4 separate regions of the Mus musculus genome follow, and all the other regions are linked to region 2. A link is a contact called in public Hi-C and HiChIP or PLAC-seq data. All regions are on one chromosome and are shown on one strand. Each heading gives the region's core, a stretch centred on a gene start, on an enhancer-like site or on the middle of the called end of the contact. The rest is flanking DNA. Distances are from core to core; before and after follow the strand shown.

Evidence for each region. Hi-C and Micro-C count contacts between places; a contact is called where the count stands out from the background. HiChIP or PLAC-seq counts read pairs in DNA pulled down with a chosen protein or histone mark.
Region 1: an H3K4me3 HiChIP or PLAC-seq map of embryonic forebrain shows a contact between it and region 2, with 5 times the contacts expected there. The contact joins the promoter of Gp5 here to the enhancer-like site in region 2. A contact is called at or near these places in 6 of 39 promoter capture datasets (the 3T3-L1 cell line, cranial neural crest, liver and 2 more), 1 of 484 Hi-C or Micro-C datasets (nephron progenitors), 7 of 115 datasets of contacts at active chromatin or transcription factors (bone marrow-derived macrophages, embryonic basal ganglia, embryonic forebrain and 4 more) and 2 of 9 other capture datasets (liver and macrophages).
Region 3: a Hi-C map of uterus shows a contact between it and region 2, with 2.9 times the contacts expected there. The contact joins two enhancer-like sites. A contact is called at or near these places in 1 of 15 datasets of contacts at CTCF or cohesin (large pre-B cells), 2 of 484 Hi-C or Micro-C datasets (bone marrow-derived macrophages and uterus) and 10 of 115 datasets of contacts at active chromatin or transcription factors (bone marrow-derived macrophages, embryonic basal ganglia, embryonic midbrain and 3 more).
Region 4: an H3K27ac HiChIP or PLAC-seq map of embryonic stem cells shows a contact between it and region 2, with 3 times the contacts expected there. The contact joins the promoter of Lrrc15 here to the enhancer-like site in region 2. A contact is called at or near these places in 4 of 39 promoter capture datasets (the C10 cell line, cranial neural crest, embryonic stem cells and 1 more), 2 of 484 Hi-C or Micro-C datasets (bone marrow-derived macrophages and embryonic stem cells) and 8 of 115 datasets of contacts at active chromatin or transcription factors (embryonic basal ganglia, embryonic stem cells, forebrain and 3 more).

Annotation. Positions count from the first base shown.
Region 1 is chr16:30,308,620-30,313,669 of GRCm38.p6, reverse strand. Gp5 (glycoprotein 5 (platelet)) reads left to right here and starts at 2,889. Exons shown (of 2, transcript NM_008148.4): 1 at 2,889-2,915; 2 at 3,814-5,050. The coding sequence starts at 3,816. Atp13a3 (ATPase type 13A3) reads left to right here. Exons shown (of 34, transcript NM_001128096.1): 34 at 1-1,247.
Region 2 is chr16:29,681,765-29,686,426 of GRCm38.p6, reverse strand. No RefSeq gene overlaps it. Among named protein-coding and RNA genes, the nearest start is that of Opa1, 100 kb to the right of the region's middle. Within about 2 kb of position 3,221, at least 67 of the 459 cell types and tissues checked have an H3K27ac peak or open chromatin away from gene starts, as enhancers often do. A contact at or near this core is called in embryonic basal ganglia, embryonic forebrain, embryonic stem cells and 3 more, where this site is marked.
Region 3 is chr16:30,234,967-30,239,838 of GRCm38.p6, reverse strand. No RefSeq gene overlaps it. Among named protein-coding and RNA genes, the nearest start is that of Gm33330, 16 kb to the left of the region's middle. Within about 2 kb of position 3,303, at least 118 of the 459 cell types and tissues checked have an H3K27ac peak or open chromatin away from gene starts, as enhancers often do. A contact at or near this core is called in uterus, where this site is marked.
Region 4 is chr16:30,281,798-30,286,289 of GRCm38.p6, reverse strand. It overlaps Lrrc15 (leucine rich repeat containing 15), which reads left to right and starts at 3,036. Exons shown (of 2, transcript NM_028973.2): 1 at 3,036-3,122.

The DNA of each region.
Region 1 (5,050 bases), core at 1,640-4,139, 630 kb before region 2:
TTGTACTTAACATCTTTAAGAGCATGATCATAAAGGCTATTTTGACAGTTCATTTTAACATTTAGAGTTGATAAGGGTTTATATCTCATCTGTCCATATTGTTTGCAAAGGAACAAGGTTTTATGTAGGTGAGAGAAAGCATTTGTACGAAGTTAGATTTGAACATAGATAAGATAGGTTATTCCAGTTGAGAATATTGTTCGAAGAATGTCTGTGAATGCAGACATGGGTCCTGCTTAGTGCCATAGGTAGACTGAGTCTTCTGTAAGTCATCATTACATAGTAATTTTGGTTCTGAATTTTACATTAAATTATTTGAATATATACAGACCTAAATTTTAAAATCTGTACATATATTATTTTGATGTATTAAGATTGATAATATTGCTGATTTAAATTTTATTTATGCACATACTTAAAGGACAGAAATGTCTGGTAAAGTAATTGTTAAATAATGATATGTAGCTTTTTAACTTTTTAAATAAATAAGATTTTTTAATGTGGGTCTCCCTCAGGGTTGTTTAAAGTTGTTTGTTTTCCTCCCTTACATATAAATAAATAATGGTAACCGGTTTCTATCTTGTAGCACCAACTGCTGTAAGGGAATGCTGCAGACAGTGCTTGGGCGAGTGTGGCGCCAACAAGCCTGAGATTCAAACGCTTTCCATTTAAGCAAACCTCTTCTTGTTTTTATACTTCATTTTGTTTCCCATGTTGATGAAAGTACTGCACAGTTTCAAAGGCATGGTAAATAATGTGTTTCTTTCATATATATTTTTTTCCAAAAGCAGCAAAAATTCATATCCAGTGAAGATCAACTTCAAGCTTTAGAGAACATCTAATATCTCATGCATGCAGTTTTGTTGTATCAATTAAAAGGGTTTTGTATATTTATGGTGGGAGGCTACTGGGAACTTTTAACAAAATAGGGAATTAACTTTTGTACAGTCTGGGCATTTACATGTATTTTTAATGTATTACAATTTGGTAATTATGTGCACATGAAATTAATAAAAGTTACTTCCTGTTATAATTTGTGAATTCCCTGAGACCGTGGATTTTTTTTAAGTAACTTTATATATCAGAAATGACACATCTTTATATTTTTAAAATTGTATTGCTGCTCAAGAATGGTACCCTTTTGTCAAAAAGGTAGATATTCATAATTGTACATTCAGCATTGTAAATACCATATGAAATCCTTTTTGATTAAAGCTATTCAAAATAAAAAATTTTAATGAATTAAATATGTCAATATTTTTTCCTGGATCCTTACACACTTGTTTGATTATGTGGCTACAGCTAGCTCTCTCAGAAACAGTTTCACTGTAGATGGGGTTTCGTTGTTTTTGCCTGGGAGGCTGGTTGAGAGGAAGGCAGCTTGGCTATTTAGTTTGATGGACTGGTTGGGGGAAGAGCTGGCTGGCTGGTGCACACTGCAAGCAGAATGGCAGTTGGGGACTCTGGGGTTGCTGCTTGGTGAAAACCAGAGCCAGCCAGACTTTTTGAAGTAAGGTCCAGGGATCCCTCTGCCTACTGTGCTTAGCTCCCCTTGTGAAGTTCCAGGGATTGAATGAGTCTTCATGCTTACAAGGCAAGCATTTTGCTTATCTAGCTATCTCCCCAGGCTCTGGATCTTGTTCTTAAAGTGGGTGAAAAGTGGAAAATAGTGATAGAAGCATATTTAACGTAACTCTGCCTCTTAGGTACATACAAAGAGATCTGTACCCCTGGATCTGAATGCTAAGGGAAACAGCGTGAGAGCATTTAAAGGAATTGGTGGGTATTCCCCCTTGGAGGGATCTACTTGATAATCTGTGACTTGACAACCAATAGATAATAGCACTTATAAAGAATGTCTATGTTATAGTTACATATAGGAAAAATGAGCACAGCTGGACATTGTGATGCATTCTTTGTGATTCCCAAACTCTAGGACACTAAGGCCAGAAGATTGTAAATTTGAAGCTAGCATGAGCTACATATACATAGCCAAGTTGTTGAGAGAAAAATAGACATAAAAGGGGAACTCGAGTTTCTCAGAAGCTGAAGAACAGGTGGCCCTTCACTGTAAAGAAAGACATCAAGTTTGTCATTATACAGAAATGCAACGTTATAAAGCATATTGAGACCATAGGTTGGTAGATTGGTATGCCATTTTGCTCTTTGGGCTGAGCCTAAGCCTAAGGAATAGGCATCATGGAAACAATCTGAATGACCAGGATTGAAGTCCAGGTCAGAGACGTGAAGACCAGGAGTTCTTACACACAGTGTGGCACTGTGGCAATACAACCACGGTGGTAGGCAGTTTGACATTAAGTTAAACTGAACACGAACCCTTGAGCAATGCTATTACTGAACATGTTTGACAATGGCTAGACCAACCATTGGGGGCGGGCATTTGAGAATTCATTGGCCTTATTTAAGAAATAAAATGTTGAGCAAAAGAGATGGCTCATCAGGTAAAGATACCTCCCAAGACATGGTGTGAGTCCTTGGGAACCTACGTGGAGGAAGGTGAGAACCAATTGCCTAAAGTTTTCTGACACCCACAAGTGAGGCACTGCCACATGCACCCACATACTCCTGCACAGGAATGAGTTAGTGCAATGTAGCATGGAAAAAAACCAAAAGTGTGGCCCATGTAATGACAGCCTGCTATTTCTGGGAAAACTTAGGCCCTCTACTCTCTAGCTTTTACAAAAGGACTTTTAACTATGGACTCTGAAAGTTTGAAAGCTCTTGTCATTAAAACCTAGAATATGCCCTATGGAGATAGTCTTTTTCTTGACTTTTTATCTGGTAAGGTCTTTATCTTGAGGATGCAAGAATACTTCCCTCTTCCTCTCTGAAGTGCCAAGTCACAAGCAGAGCTGCAAGCCTTTCAGTCAGTCCAGGGTGCAGAACTGCTTCAGGTAAGGCCAAATATTCTTAAATTAGTGTATGCAGTTAGAGGCTCAGTCTGTATAGGGGCAGAAGGAGACCTGGTACAAGAAACAGTACAAATTTTTACTTGGGAAACAGAGTAAACTAGTATTACTGTGTGCTTCCTGGGTAACTCAATGCCCAGAGTAGTTTTATTAAGCAGCTTGGTGTATAAGCAAACAGTAGCTCATTATTTAAATGTGTGAGTCAGAAAAACATCTTCAAATGCTACTTATGTGACACTTAAATTAACCTCATGTACACTGGAGCGACCAGCCTACTGCACTCGTGTTACTGTAACAGTGCAAAGTTCAGAAAAGCATGGCATAAAGCAATGGGCATTATCACCTGCACCACTGGGCTCCGGGCCGGGAGTTACAAAACGGTGTAATGAGTTGTGGGGTGTTGGTACTTTGAAAATATGTAAGAAATTGAATCTAGTGGAAGTGGGCCTTGCTGCGGTTCTCTTGCTGACTGTTGGGGATAAAGCTCCCTGCTTAACTTGTTAAAGTCAGTGACACAGCCAGTCCCAGGAGGCGTTGCTTTCTATTCTCTGAAAAAGACCGTAGCAATTTTAATTCGTTCTGTAACGATTTTAAGGTATTCTGTAGCTTGAAAATGCCCAAATGTCAATGCTCTAAACAGAACCGGGGAGATGGCTGACTGGATAAAAATGGGAACCTGTAAGACTGATCTACTCTCCAATACCCACATATGCTGAATAGAAAAGTAATTTTTTTTTAATCAGCCTTTGTAAGATAGAGGAAGACTTGGTTGTATCTGAGCGTTCCAAGGCCGTGAGAGTGCTGGCCCAAAAACTGTGCTTGCAGCAGTGCGTGCAGGGCTCCAGGATATGCTCTGAGCCTTGTTTTTGCTCTTGCATTTCAGACATGCTAAGAAGCGCCCTGCTGTCCGCGGTGCTCGCACTCTTGCGTGCCCAACCTTTTCCCTGCCCCAAAACCTGCAAGTGTGTGGTCCGCGATGCCGCGCAGTGCTCGGGCGGCAGCGTGGCTCACATCGCTGAGCTAGGTCTGCCTACGAACCTCACACACATCCTGCTCTTCCGAATGGACCAGGGCATATTGCGGAACCACAGCTTCAGCGGCATGACAGTCCTTCAGCGCCTGATGCTCTCAGATAGCCACATTTCCGCCATCGACCCCGGCACCTTCAATGACCTGGTAAAACTGAAAACCCTCAGGTTGACGCGCAACAAAATCTCTCGTCTTCCACGTGCGATCCTGGATAAGATGGTACTCTTGGAACAGCTGTTCTTGGACCACAATGCACTAAGGGACCTTGATCAAAACCTGTTTCAGCAACTGCGTAACCTTCAGGAGCTCGGTTTGAACCAGAATCAGCTCTCTTTTCTTCCTGCTAACCTTTTCTCGAGCCTGAGAGAACTGAAGTTGTTGGATTTATCGCGAAACAACCTGACCCACCTGCCCAAGGGACTGCTTGGGGCTCAAGTTAAGCTTGAGAAACTGCTGCTCTATTCAAACCAGCTCACGTCTGTGGATTCGGGGCTGCTGAGCAACCTGGGCGCCCTGACTGAGCTGCGGCTGGAGCGGAATCACCTCCGCTCCGTAGCCCCGGGTGCCTTCGACCGCCTCGGAAACCTGAGCTCCTTGACTCTATCCGGAAACCTCCTGGAGTCTCTGCCGCCCGCGCTCTTCCTTCACGTGAGCAGCGTGTCTCGGCTGACTCTGTTCGAGAACCCCCTGGAGGAGCTCCCGGACGTGTTGTTCGGGGAGATGGCCGGCCTGCGGGAGCTGTGGCTGAACGGCACCCACCTGAGCACGCTGCCCGCCGCTGCCTTCCGCAACCTGAGCGGCTTGCAGACGCTGGGGCTGACGCGGAACCCGCGCCTGAGCGCGCTCCCGCGCGGCGTGTTCCAGGGCCTACGGGAGCTGCGCGTGCTCGCGCTGCACACCAACGCCCTGGCGGAGCTGCGGGACGACGCGCTGCGCGGCCTCGGGCACCTGCGCCAGGTGTCGCTGCGCCACAACCGGCTGCGGGCCCTGCCCCGCACGCTCTTCCGCAACCTCAGCAGCCTCGAGAGCGTGCAGCTAGAGCACAACCAGCTGGAGACGCTGCCAGGAGACGTGTTCGCGGCTCTGCCCCA
Region 2 (4,662 bases), core at 1,972-4,471:
GAAAGACCCTGGAGACGGGAGTCCCTGGATGTCAGCTGGGGACAATGCTATGATAGTTGCTTCCTGCCCCTCCTGTGCTAGCCATGCCCAGAGAGGATATTATCTTTGTCTCCTTTCCATCAAGAGAGAGCGGTCATCTCTCAAAGTCATGCATCTTTTGTTTTCTGAGGAAGTGAAGTCATAATGTCCGACTTGACAATGTACTACAAAGTAGGGACCCCATTAATCAGGATTGGTAAAGGTAGCTGTTTGGAGATGCTCGTGTGTGTGTGTGTGTGTGTGTGTGTGTGTGTGTGTGTGTGTGTGAATTGTGGGTATGGATGGTGGTGCATATGGTGTGTGTGTGTGTATGTGTGTGTAAGATTTATTTACTTTTATGTGTATAAGTATTTGCTTGCATGTATATAGCTGTACTATAAGTGTGCCTGGTTCCCATGAAATCCAGAAGAGGATATCAGATCCCCCTGGTTCTAGAGTGATGTGATGATTGTGAGCCACCATGTGTACTGGGAAGAGAACGTGGGTCTCTGCAAGAACGGCAACTATTCTTAACCAATGAGCCCCTTGGGTGGTTTTTGGTGGAAAGCATCCAGAGCCTCCTTCCTGAGGTCAGAATCAGACCTTCTCTCTTTCTCTCCGTAATAATGGGAACAATGATACCTACTTTGTAGACTTCCTCAATGCCATAGAGACAAACTGTGTAGAGTATTTGAAAGGTACTAAGAAATGTGAATTATTAGTGTCCCTGCCTATTCTTGACACTATAAGCAGTATACTGATGTTAGATGACACTGATTATTAGGTGGCACTTCTCTGTGCAGCAACTAAGGAGTACATGGGACGCCTGTAAGGTATGTACTAAACTGAAGGCTATCCAATATGTACAAAGTAAACATTTTCAGGCTTCAGAATGGCCTTAAATATGGATTGTCCTGCTCAGTTCCAGGTGTCTAGTGACAGCCACAGATACTGGCTTCAATCTTGGGCTCATTAGCTTCCAAGGGGGCCAGAGGCATTGCCCCTCTCATGGTGGCATTTAAGGCAGCTAGGTGGGCTGGTGGGAATGGGGGAGGGCTTATGCGAGGCAGATCCTGATGCCTGAGTCTCTGCTGACTGCTAATTCATTCTTACATAAGTTCAGGTATCAGAGATCATCAAAGGAAACACACTAAGCTCATTTTGGAATGAAATTCAAGATCCACAATTGATGGGGATTCTCAAATCTGTCATTTAAAAGTCCTCCTAAACCCATAAGAGCCAACCAAGCCTTTAGGCCATCCCAGGAGGCTGATATAGTGCGTCTTATCATCTTGCAGGGGTTGGGCTAGACCAAGTCTTCAGCCACTGGGGAACTTGGATTTTTTTGTCAGCAACCACTAACATGAGGGAGGGTTGAGCTAACATTCTGCACCCACTTTATTAATGTTAGGAGAAGGCGAATGTCATCTGATAGTGAGAAGGCTAGGCTGACTCCATGACAGGCTTCAAATTGGTAGTTAAAGAGAACTAGGCCTAAATCTCTGTTTCCAAGAACTGGGCAATTCCAAACAAGTCCTGGCCTCAGAAGCTGCCCTGCCACCTGGCCTGAGGCAAGGCCAATGGGTCAGCGGCAGTTTCCAGACTTCCTCAGCTACTTCCTCAGCAACAGTTTCCAGACCTCCCCAGCAAGTTTCTAGCTCCCACATTCCAGTAATGGAATGTCCTTAAAGATAGACCCAACAGATTAACACAGATGTCACCTACCCTGGAATTCCCTCTGGGTGTTTCTCTGTCTTGGTAAAGAGAGATCTCAGCATGCTGGACTTCTGCAGAATAAAACTCTCTTTTCGTTTACATACAATTTGAGTCGGGGGTACCATTTGGTACCATTCTTTCAGAATCCTTACACGTTAGCATGGCTTTTGTTGCCCCTGGGAACCTGCCAAGCAGGCAAGGGGCAGCAAGCACTTCCCAGTGCAGCTCTGGTGGCAGCACTTCCCAGTCTATCCTTCCAAACCTGTTTTGGTCCAAGCTTTGCTCCTCTCAATAGCTCTAGAACAAAGGACTTGTACTTCCGGTTTGTTCTCTGTTCCTTGGTAGCCTGTCAGCCCAACTACAACCTTGAGCAGCAGCACCAGGGGGACAGATAAGAGATTTGACTTGAGAGGGTGACTTGCCACAGAATCAAGAAAGACCTTTGGTGGGTACTGCCAACCCCTTCCCCATACTTATGAATTGGTCCCCTGGTTCATTTACTGCTGGGCAAGTGCTCCCAAAATGTCCCTGTAATTGTGGAGTACCTCAGAGATCCTAGGGAGCAACGAACCTCAGTTCCACATCCTAGAGCCAGGCTCTGTTTTCTGAGCTGAGAGATTGTATTATTTTAGAGATGGATCTAAAAATACAGGAGCACACACACACACACACACACACACACACACACACACACACACACGAGCACACGCCTGTTCGTGTTTGTTCAGCAAACGTGTCTACCCTCTTTTTCTCACTCCTCTCCCCCCATCCCCACCCCTCCCGTGTTTGTACTGGGTACCAGGGAGGCCTCTCACGGGCATACAGAGAAGAACGGATACACAGAAAAAAACGATGCCTGGCTTTGGGAGCACCATCATGCCCCTGTCCTGAGCAGCGAGCATTTGGCATCGCAGCTGATCACAGGAGACACCGCCTCAAAACAGAAAGCCAGCCTCCCCCATTCAGAGAGAGGAGAGGTCACAGAGACCCAGCCACTGACCTGCGGGCCTCTCACTCACTCGTCTGATCACGTGCAGCTCCCAGGGGACTCCATTGTCTGCAGGGACAAGCTGGGGTTCATTTGGGAAACTGTCTCTGGGAATGGAAAAGGAGATTTCAACCGTGGAGTTAGACTTTTGTGTTCATACAACTGTGTTTTGTTTGGGGGTTTTGTTTTTTTCAAATAATGCTACACAGAGAACCCTAAGAAAGTCCCCAAGCCGAAACAGACAGGCACATCGCTTCTTTTTATTCTATCAGTCAGGGGGGAAAGAGTAAAAAAAAGAAAGAGAGGGAGAAAAAAAGAAATGAAAGCAAGGAGAAAGAAGCCCCTTGAGCCCCCTCCCCAGTCCTTCCCACCAGCCACGTGGTTTGCACAATTAAATCTCAATAGCTCCTTCCTGGGCATTGTGAGGGCTGTGATTGCCCCATAAGGAGAGTCTCAGCGGCATGCAGAGGGACTTGGCTCTCCATAGCAGAGTTGAGGGTCACGCTGTCTCCACAGCTCCTTCCGGCAGCACCTAACTACACAGACTCCTTCCAGGTCTGAGTGGTTCCCAGCAGCGGGGGAGCCTGGCAGGAAGCGTCGTGGGCTCCAGCCATGGAAAACCTGTCTGGCCATAAAGAATGCAGAGGACACTGACATGCCAGCTTCGCTTGCTTCTTTTTCTGGGGTTACAATGAGTTCATCGCCAGCGCTAGGTTGGTTTGTAGCAAAAGCTGGGACTTCCTCTTCCACCCAATAGAAATCGTGCAGAGTCTTAAAAACCCCATATTTTCCATCGAAGAAATCCTGAATTTTCAAATTCCCTCTTAATAAAATTGCAAGCTCAGGAACAGGTGAACATCTTAAATCTGAAGCCTCATGTGGAGCAGGCCTTAGTGACGTCAGAACCAGAGGAGGGGTGGAGCCCTAGGCTGGGGGGCGTGTCTCCCTTTCCCTTTCCCTGTTCTCCTTGTTTCCTGGGCCACCTGCGGAGAGCTTGCCTTCCTTTGTCCCTTGACCCCTGCCACTCATCAACAACTCTCTTCCTGGAGACCTTGTCCACTCCTACTGCCTCCACCATATTTCTCTATCTCCATGTCTCTGAGAGTAACCTGCCTAGACCCGCTGCTTTCGGTAATTTTCAGCCCCTATCTCCCGGTCTCCATCACGTTTTGCTGCATTCTCTCGTGTGGTGTTTTGCCGATTCTGTTTACCTGCCCACCACCCTAGGTCTGTGGGTGTCCGCTTTCCTAAAGCGTCATCCCTTTAACACAGTTGTTCATGTTGTGGTAACCCCAATCAAAAACGTATTTTCGTTGCTACTTTATAGCTGTAAATTTGCTACTATTTCGGATTGTAATATAAATATTTGTGTTTTCCAATGGTCTTAGGCACCCCCCCCTCCGTGAAAGGGGACTCCCAAAGGGGTCTCCATCCATAGGCTGAGAAACACTGCCCTAAGGGAGCAAGTATCCCTCCAGAGTGGTGTCTGAGATGCCTTACTCTGGGAGGCAGCGACAGATCTGTGAGTTCTAGGTCCGCATGGTAAGTTCTAGACTAGCGCAAACTACATAGTAAGAGCCTATCCAAAAAATTAAAAAAAAAAAACATATGTACATATAATTCTGGGAAGTGTCACTTCCTAAGGCATTCCTGCCAAAACGTGGGAACTAATTTGACAATTCACATAGCAAGATAATGTACGTGAACACACACACACACGTATGACACATATTCACAATTCACATATATACAAAACTACGGTCTTTCTGGTGTCATGGCTGGGGCACAGTTCTGTGGGAAGAAGAGTTCTAAAAGAGAACTGAGCACACTGGTGTGTGAAATGGACAGCTGTGCTAGAGGAAGCGTGTGCAGTCAGTTTGGATGGGAAAGTCAAGGCAGACATCAGTGACCATCTGCGTGAGTAGATGGAGCCTTTGATG
Region 3 (4,872 bases), core at 2,054-4,553, 550 kb before region 2:
ACTTACCTGTAATCTGGGCCCCACCTTCTGCCGACTGTCTGTATAGAGGGCACGGAAGAAGGCTGCTTGCTCTCTTTGCTTGCTCTTGCCTTGCTGGCAAGTCCATTCCTTCACTGGCATCAGAGCCTACGTCTCCAGGATTCCAGCACATACTGAAGAGCAGCTGAGGCATCCAGCTGCATGGACTGAACAGCTGCTGGATTCTTGGACCTTCTGTTGTAGACAGCCATTGTTGGACTAGCTGGACCACTCAGTCTGTGAGCCATTCTAATAAATCCCCTTTATATACGTCTGTATATGTATTACATTTATGTATATGTATTATATATATGTACACATACACACACATTCTATAAATGCTGTTTCTCTAGAGAACCACGACTAATACAGATCCCAAGCTGCCCTCCAGTCCAGCACCAATGCCCACACTCCCTCTGCACACTGTGCACCCCCAAATTCTGTCACCACATTGGTAATTTACAAAACGCTCTGCATTGTCATCTGTCCCTTTGTTCATGCTGTCCCCTGTTCCCCAACCTTCTCCTCCTTTTCTAGATTGTCTGTTGATGACATAAGACCCTCATTTCTGCTTCCTCAGAGCCCTTCTTGCATGTAACTAGAGATTCCCTTGCCTGAGCCCTCCTCGTGCCCTGGTGTGGCTAGTCCTGTGTGGCTATCCCTACACAGAATTCAGTAAATATTTATTAACTGCAATGAAAAGTATTTCTTGGAATTGGCTGACCCCGAGTCCCTTGGAGACGTGGCCTGCCACAGGATTTCTTCCTGTTTGAACAGTCAACTCGGGTTAGGGGGTTTTGGTCGCCTAGGCCAGGACTGTGCATTTTGCCCCATTCTCAGTCATTTTGGTTAATGTTCAACTCAGTGGTTTTGCTTTTTGTAAGGCAGATAACAGGGCAGTGTAGCTGGGAATACAAAAGAGCAAGGCCCCCAAGAAAGCAAATACCCACTCTGTTTTGACTTAACAGGAAAATCGATCATTTGGGAGCTGGAGAGATGACTTAGCAGTTAAGAGCACTTGCGGCTCTTGCAGAAGACCTGGGTTCCATTTCTGGCACCTGTGTGATGGCTCCAAACTAGCTGCCTGTAACTCCAGTTCCAGCGGATCTGATGCCTTCTGCAAGTACCTAGCATGCATGTGATGCACCTACACAGTGTGGGGAAAGTACACACACACACACACACACACACACACACACACACACACACCATGCACACTCACACATAAAATAAATTCTTAAAAAAATAATTATTTGCTCAGAGCTTTTTTTGGAGAAAATGGAAATGAATAGAGAATGTTAAATATGGTCATCCAAAATAGTTAAGTGGGCACAGACCATGAGGAATACTTTAACCACAGATCTGGGCCATGAGAGGAGTGAGGGTGCGGGAGGGGGTGGGGGGAGGAAGAGGGAGAAGCAGAGACAGAGAGCAACCAAGAGAACAAAGCATGTAGAGATGAGTGCAAGTCTCCCTCAGTACCTGGGGCTCCTCTCTGTTCTTCTCACCCCGTCCCCTACCCTAAAGCTCTCCACCCCGTTCCCTAGCTTCCCATTCCTGTACAGCCTCCACCATTTTGACCATGCTTTCTTGGTGCTCTCTTTGCCTGCTCCACTCTTGGTCTTCTCTCTCTCAGTCTCCTTTGCCTGCCTCTCTTCTCTTCCCCATCCCCCACTCCTCCCATGGCCATTGTCTGCTGGCTATGTTCAGTGCACCATATTCTCTCCCTGCTCTGGACTCTCCCAGATGCCTCTTGCTGTTCTCTCCCTCACATCTACAATAAACGCCTTCCCCTCAACCATACCTGTTCCTTTGTGAACACTGAACTCTCCAGACATGTGATGTTATTTCTCATGTATTTATGTGTTTATTTAGCTTCTTACATGGACTCTAAACTATGGTCAAAACAGGACTATTACATGTCTCTGTATACCCACAAGAATAATGACCACCCTGTCTTTTCTGGGTGGGAGAGGATGCACCTAGCTTCACAGAGACTTGATGTGCCAGGTTGGTGGATACCTAGGGCACCCTACCAACTCAGAGGAGAAAGGGAAGGGGATTATGGGAGGAAGTGCCCGGGAAGGAGGCAGTGAGCAGGATGAAAAGTGTATAAGTAAAACAATTAAAATAGAAACATAAACAAATAATGGCCACCAAAAGTTCTCATCATGCACTCCTCAAATTTCTATTTGCAGTCAGTATTGTCCCTAGGCCTGAACAACCTCACCGGCCACTCAGTGCTTTGCCAAATAACTGGACGACATCAACAAAGAAGATGGAGACCACCATGTGCTGCTTCTAGACCCACGTTGGGGACAGTGCTACAGACTTTTCGTCAGTTCATAATATAGGCTTCTAATCCGCTCCTGAGAATTCAGACAGATAATTACGAGCAGGTGATTGCCGAGAGTCTCAGCACTGAGGGTCAGAAGCTGACAGGTCCTCCCAACCTCTGCTGCCATTTTCCTCTTTCTCTGCTTGCTTCTTCGGCCCCTCCTATGACACAGAGCAGAGACCAGGCAGTAGTATCTCTTGACAGTTGGCTGCCTGACTTGTGGAGGAGACAGATCAAAGCCCACAGGGGATGATAGGTCACCCCGGAACCCAGGTTCTGGGGCATCCTTTCATCCTCTGGGTCTCAGTTTCTCCCATCCGGGATGCAAGATAATTGGATGTGGGACATCCTATCCTGCCCTCTGATTCAGCACTCTTGGGGAGGGTGAGAAATCTGCTGTGTGAAATCTGACCAAAGAGTGCTTAAAATAACACTTCTCAGCCTTGATATCAGAGGATTCGTTCGTGTGTGCCAAACAGATTGTGATTAAGCCGGTGGAAGGTGGCCTTTAAGCCTGAATTTCTAGCGATCTCCCAGTCAGTGCTCAATCCCTGCCAGTCCTGTTTATACCCTGGGAAATGAAAAGCTGACTCACAAGACCCAACCACAGATCCATGGGATCAGAAACTCTGGGGTATCGACCAGCAATCTGTCCTTACGCTGTCTCCGAGGTTGTTTCAATACCCATCAAGTTCAAAACTACCGCTTTAGGACAGCTGATTCTGAACTTGACTAAGGACTGGAAATTCCTGCAGAGAGTTTTTGAAGCCCTGGTGCCTAAGTCAAGCTCTCATATTCAAATTTAATAAACACGGGATGCCAACGTGGAGGCATCAGGATTTTTAAACACTCCGAATGAGTATGAGATGTACTGAAGGTACTGGCTTCCAGGCTGAGAGTCTGCCGTTCTCTGAAGCCGCTCTGCCTGAGACTACCATGAGGGGGCGCTGTGGCGCCACGGGGAAAACTCCGCGCTCCGGGCGGCTGCTGGTCCGGGCTGCGGAGGTGGCGGCTGCGCCTGGGGGGCGCGCCTCCGGGAGCGGCTCCTGGCCGAGGCTTGCCCTGTGCCTGCATCTGTACCTAATTAATGCTGGCGGCTGCCTAGTCGCGCCTGACGTTAGATGTGCTGGTGTTGGGGGAACGCCTGCAACCACTCGGCACAGGTTCCTTTACTCCACTTTGTTCTCTGCCTCCTTCGGGACTCGGGTTCACCCCTGCGGCTGCTCCCTGACACTCTCTGCCTGTCCCAACGTCACCTCACTGGGTTCCTTGTCTCTTTCCGAGGATCCCGGCAAGTTCCCCAAGCCAAGGGACCTGCTGATCAGCTCCAGAATCCAGCTCCTGTCATTCTCTCTCATGGTTTCTTTCTCTCTTCTTTCTGCCCTTAGTTGAGCTCTGTGGGTCTTCATAATAAACGTTTTCATACACAGGGTTTGCCTCTGACTTTGTGACACATAAAGCAGGGCCGTTTGTAAGGGACTTTCGACGTCTATGGGGGTAGGGAGCAGAGAGTTGCTTCTGAGTTTTAATGGCTCTGTGTGTGTGTGTGTGTGGGGGGGGGTGTTCTATTTTTAAGGATGAGGCTTTATTCTGGAAAGGAGAGTCCCTTGTTTAGCTTCTTAGCTAGCTGGATACATCACCCCCGCCCAGGGGGGCTTTCCCCACAGGCAGTGACCTTTATCATAAATAATCCACTTCATATTTCATCCCACCCACTTTCCCATCTGTTTGATATTCTGCCTTCCCTGGTGCGAGGCCTCATCTGGAGACAAGCCATGTGAGTAAAAGAAGCTTGCCCATCCCTGGTCTGATGGCTGCCTTGCCCTGCCAGCTTCTTCAGAGCCTACTTCTGAGGGGACAGAAGAGGAAGGGCAATTGGAGAGACTGTGTGCTTCTTTCCTGACCCCAGCTCTCATTTCCAGGGCTTGGTTTCCTTCTTTGAAGCCTCTGCTACCTACCTAGATTCAGGTCCTTATTCCCAGGCAGTTGGCAGGAGCCACTCCAGTCCAGGGGAAACTGAGGCCAAAGAGGTTAGAAGGGACCCCCTCGAGCCACATAGCTGATTCCTGGCAGGTTCCACGTTTCTACAGAATTGTTCAAAGCTCTCCCTAGGGCCAGTGGACACTTCCTAGCAGCGAGGCAGTGGTGGCAGGGGTCCAGAGGGAACTAGTTTAATTTGAAGAGCAGCCGTCCCTCCTAGAATCCAAATGAGCAATATCATCACAGAGCCCAGGGTGTCAGAGACTGGGCCTGGGCTGTGGGCAGAAAACAGGCCTACGGGTTCAGAGGGGAATCACTCATCAGACATAAGGGGGAGGGCTGGGGGACTTGATGGGGGAAGTATAGATATGCTGTGTCAGAACGAGTCCTGCTCCCTCTAATGGGGCCCTGAATGGGGCTCTCAGGTGGGGCTAGAGGATAGACAGGAAAATTTGGGCAGCCACCAGTTGGGACAAGTGTCCGTCCCCGTCCGTTCCCCCCCCCCTCCTGCTGGCTTGGCCATATGTCTGGCCAAA
Region 4 (4,492 bases), core at 1,787-4,286, 600 kb before region 2:
CCACTGGACTGGGGCATTCATGGGATGATAACACCTCGTGGCATGGCACTGTGAGGAATTTCCTTCATGGAGAAGAAGCTGGATGCCAGAGCCCCAGTTGTCTCTTCCCTTCTTTCCTCTCATTGTTCTCTCTCTCTCTCTCTCTCTCTCTCTCTCTCTCTCTCTCTCTCTCTCTCTCTCTCTTTCTCTCTCTCTCTCTCTCCCCTACCTATCATTTATCTATCTGTCTGCCTCTCTCTCTCTCTCTCTTTGTGCAGGTTGCAGGCCTGCGCAGCTAGCTTTCCTACCCACTGAGCCATCTCACCAGCCCCCCCTGTGACCTTCTTAACCAAAGTAGAACCACATGGGCTGGGGGGAGGGGCCAGACTGCCCTCCAGCTCTTCAGCAAACCTGATCCTTCTGGTTCTCCCTACAGGGTAGATAGAAAGTGGGCCCTGAGGCTACAGCGCCTTAGGGTGGTGACTCAGGCTTTTGCTTTCAGCAGTAATAGGTCTCCCTGTGGGGGCTGACTGGGCATGGTGGTGCATTCTCATCCTTGAAAAAGCGCTAGTGTAATAGGATCTATAGGACACCCAGGGTGGTCCCCGTGCAGGTCCTGGTTACATAGTATCATGAGACCCAGGAACTTGGCCCCCTCTCCCCAGCCCACCACCCTCCAGATAGCTCCGATCGATTGTGCATCTTCTGATGTGTCTGGTGGTCCCCTGCTGCCTGCCAGGTCACAGGCTCTCAGGGAGGCGTCTCAGGCTTCCTCAGCTCCTTTACAATGCTGGGATTCAGACACACATTCAGCCGAGTGCCCTTCCTTGCTCTGCCTTCATGGTTTTCCTGATTCACCATGCCTGCAAATGCTTCTCCCCTTACGCCCAAGGACTGTTGTGTTCTTTATAACACCCCCCAATCTGTTCACAGTCCCCTGTCCCCCAGCACAGCCTGTCAAAATAGAGGAGTTTTTACTCACTGCAATCATGACTGTCTGGGCTCTTAGTCTCAAAGAACCCACAGATTTGGATTCTGGCTCTGCCCCTTTGTGTGTGGCCTTGGGGAATCAGCACTGGCTTGGGCCTTGCATTGGAGATAATTTCTTCATTTGCAGTATGGAGAACTACTGATAGACCAATAGCTCGCTTCCACCCTTCCCAACAGAAGGGGACATTTGGCAATGTCTAGGGATACTTTTGGCTTTCACCGCTTGTGTCTATGATGCCGTCTTATCCTGCAAAACACTGGGAAACTCCACAGAAGGTGTCACCTAGCTCTGACCATCGCTGTGACATGATGGAAAGGTAAGATGTAGAGAAAGCAATACGGAACTGTGGTACAGGTCCTTCAGGACACCCATCTTACAGCTGTGCTCTGTGAATGGCCATCCTTAAATGTTCCCAGTGTTGACTTCCCAGCACAGTAACGACAGCCTAGCGCAGTAACTGTGTGTAGGAAATGAAGGAAGAATACAGGACAAGGGAAATAGTCTTATTTTTGGAGGTCCATGGGTGGGAAGTTGATGGCCCTGGGTTCAAAATGTAGAGGCTGAGAACGAGGGCTTGTCTACCTTTCACCTCTGTACCACAACCTGAGCATGCCTGATTCCTACCTTCCCACGGTCCCTACCCCAGTAGGAAACCAGGAGACCACGCCGCCGGCAGTGGTGGCACACGCCTTTAATCCCAGCACTTGGAAGGCAGAGGTAGGTGGATTTCTGAGTTTGAAGCCAGCCTGGTCAGGACAGCCAGGGCTACACAGAGAAACCCTGTCTCAAAAAAACAAAAACAAAAACAAAAACAAAAAACAAACAAACAAAAGATGCGGAGGCTCCAAAGGTTGACAGCAAGAAGGAAGATGCTCTTCTGTGGAATCGTAGTGGGATAGGATGCTAAGGTGGGGGAGCTGGGACTGGGGTGTGGCGGCAGCGCTCTCCTCGGTTAATAGCCAGAGCACTTTTGTTTCTGGCTGTGATTCATGGTGACACCGGCAAGGCATGATTCAGGCAGCAGGGCTTGACCACGGTAAGCCACCAAGTGACTGTCTCAGTAATAACACTGCACTTTTATGTCTCTCCTTTCATCGCAGATCTCAAAGCGCCCTGCAAACATTAATTAAGGCTCTCGCATTCCAGGAGCTGCCCGGTGGGTGCAGGCATTGTTCTGGCCACTAGGCGGAGAAGGTAAACGGAGCCAAGGCAGCTACAACCTTTAAATGCTTTGTTAAGCAGAGGTCTGACGGCCCCCTCCCCAGCCGTGACTCCTCTACCCTCTTCCTCCGGCTCTCTCTGGGACACTTTGAATAGAACCAGCATGGTCTCCTGGTTTCCTACTGGGGTAGGGACCGTGGGAAGGTAGGGAATCAGGGCATGCTGTGGTACAGAGGTGAAAGGCAGACAAGCCCTCGTTCTCAGTCACCACCTTCACAGCCCAGGAACATATCCTGCACGCACCCAGGAGCAGCAGCATAGGTACAGAAGATAACCTCGGAGGGACATGAAATGCTACTTTTAAAAGAGATATGGTGGAGGGAACTATATTTTTCCTAAGAACTTAAATGCCTTTTCCAAAATATTAGCAGTGGCTGAATTGGATGACACATTCGAGTGTGCCTTATAATGTTCTTGCATATTTTCTCTAAAATTGGAGTTATTTCTATATACAAATTTTAGAATTCGGGGCTGGGGGAGAAAAGGAAGGGGGATGGAGAAGGAAGCAGAGAGTGGACTAAAAGGTCACAGAAAGCCCGACTTCAATCACAACCTGAACTGGTGCCTAAGGCAAGAGCTGGGTCCCAGTTACTCAGTCCTACTGCGGTGGCAGAAAACCCCTTTCCAGTGTCACACTGGACACAGCGAGTCCGAAGGAGATGGGGAAGGAGAGGCAAAGAAGAAACTTATTTTCAAGTGCAGTCGATGAACGCCCCTTCAACTTGAACACAATTCCCTGATGATGCTCCCAGAGGTTGCCCCGCCCCGCAGGCCGACACTGCCCCGTGCGGTGACTCACGAGGGGCTGTTTAAATGACAGGGAGGACCCAGAAGGCCCTCACTCATGCTGCAGTCTTGAGCCGGTCCGGTCCTCCGCCTCCTCTCCTCGCCGCCTCCTTCTTATTGACCCGGCAGCCTCGTGGAGCTGCTGGTAAGTGGGTGCCCGCCCACCCCCCATCCCGGCCGCGCCCCACATCCCGGTTGACGATAGGATCCCGAGACTCTACAAGGAGCAGGGCTGGCGCGTGCCTGGGATGCTCTGAGGACCTGGACTGGTCCAGCCCGCGCAGGAGCTGGGTGAGCCGGTCCTAGTGTCTAGCTGTGAATCTTGATGCCCTGTTTCGCTTTCCTTGACTTTATGGTCTGTGAAGTGAGCCTGGAGTGCAGCGGGGAGAGCTTTTGACCTGCAGGAAATTGGTTGAAAGTTAACTGAAGCACCCGGTTTACCTACTCCGGGAGACCAGATCCACAAGGGCAGGAGTTTCTCTAAGGTTCTGGCTGTTGGAACCTGTATCATTTCCATTGAGCCTACAGAGGTAGCCACTTAAAGGGGACTCTGCATATAGATCTGTCCAGGATGGTGAACTCACAAGGTTTCTGCCTGGGAGAAATCGGCCCTCTACTTGTGGTAGATTTACAGTGTTACATTTATACTGCTGGACTCAGGCGGATATGCAGTCTCTAGTCAGGAGTGCCAATTTGGAACCCAGTTGAAGTTTTAAGTGTCCAGGTTCTAACTCTGTGTGTAGCTTAGATGATCCCATTCTGATCATCTAGATGTGTCACAGGGTCCAGGGCTGATGCCTTTGGGAGGGAGATGCTGGAGGTAGGTTTGTGATAAGAATCAGGTGTCTCGCTGGTCGTGGTGGCGCACGCCTTTAATCCCAGCATTTAGGAGGCAGAGGCAGGCAGATTTCTGAGTTCAAGGCCAGCCTGGTCTACAAAGTGAGTTCCAGGACAGCCAGGGCTATACAGAGAAACCCTGTCTCGAAAAACCAAGAAAAAAAATCAGGTGTCGGTATGTATGTATGTATGTATGTATGTATGTATGTATGTATGTATGTTTATTTGTATGTATTTTGGTGCTGAGGATCAAACTCAGGATCTCAAGCATGCTAAACAAGCAGTCTACTACTTAGCTATAACCACAGCTGACTAGGTGAGTTTGTTTTGTTTGGTTTTAAGACAGGGTCCCACTATGTAGACCAGGCTGGCCCCAAACTCACAGAGATCCTCTTACCCTACTTCCCAAGTGCTAGGATTAAAGGCATATACTACCACGCACAAACTGGGTGGGTTTTAATCTCACCCCTTATCTGTGTCTCTGCCCAAAATGAAGAGGAGTGAGCTGTGGAAAAGGAGAGCCTTCGGGACCCTCCAACCTGAGCGGCTCTACCTTTAGGGCCAAATGCACTACCCTAGGGCAGACCGTGACTGCTGAGATAACACAAGAACTCAAGGTGCTGAGCATTGCCTGCCAGGGATTTCTAGCTGGCACTACCCATTGCAGGCAGCTCTCGG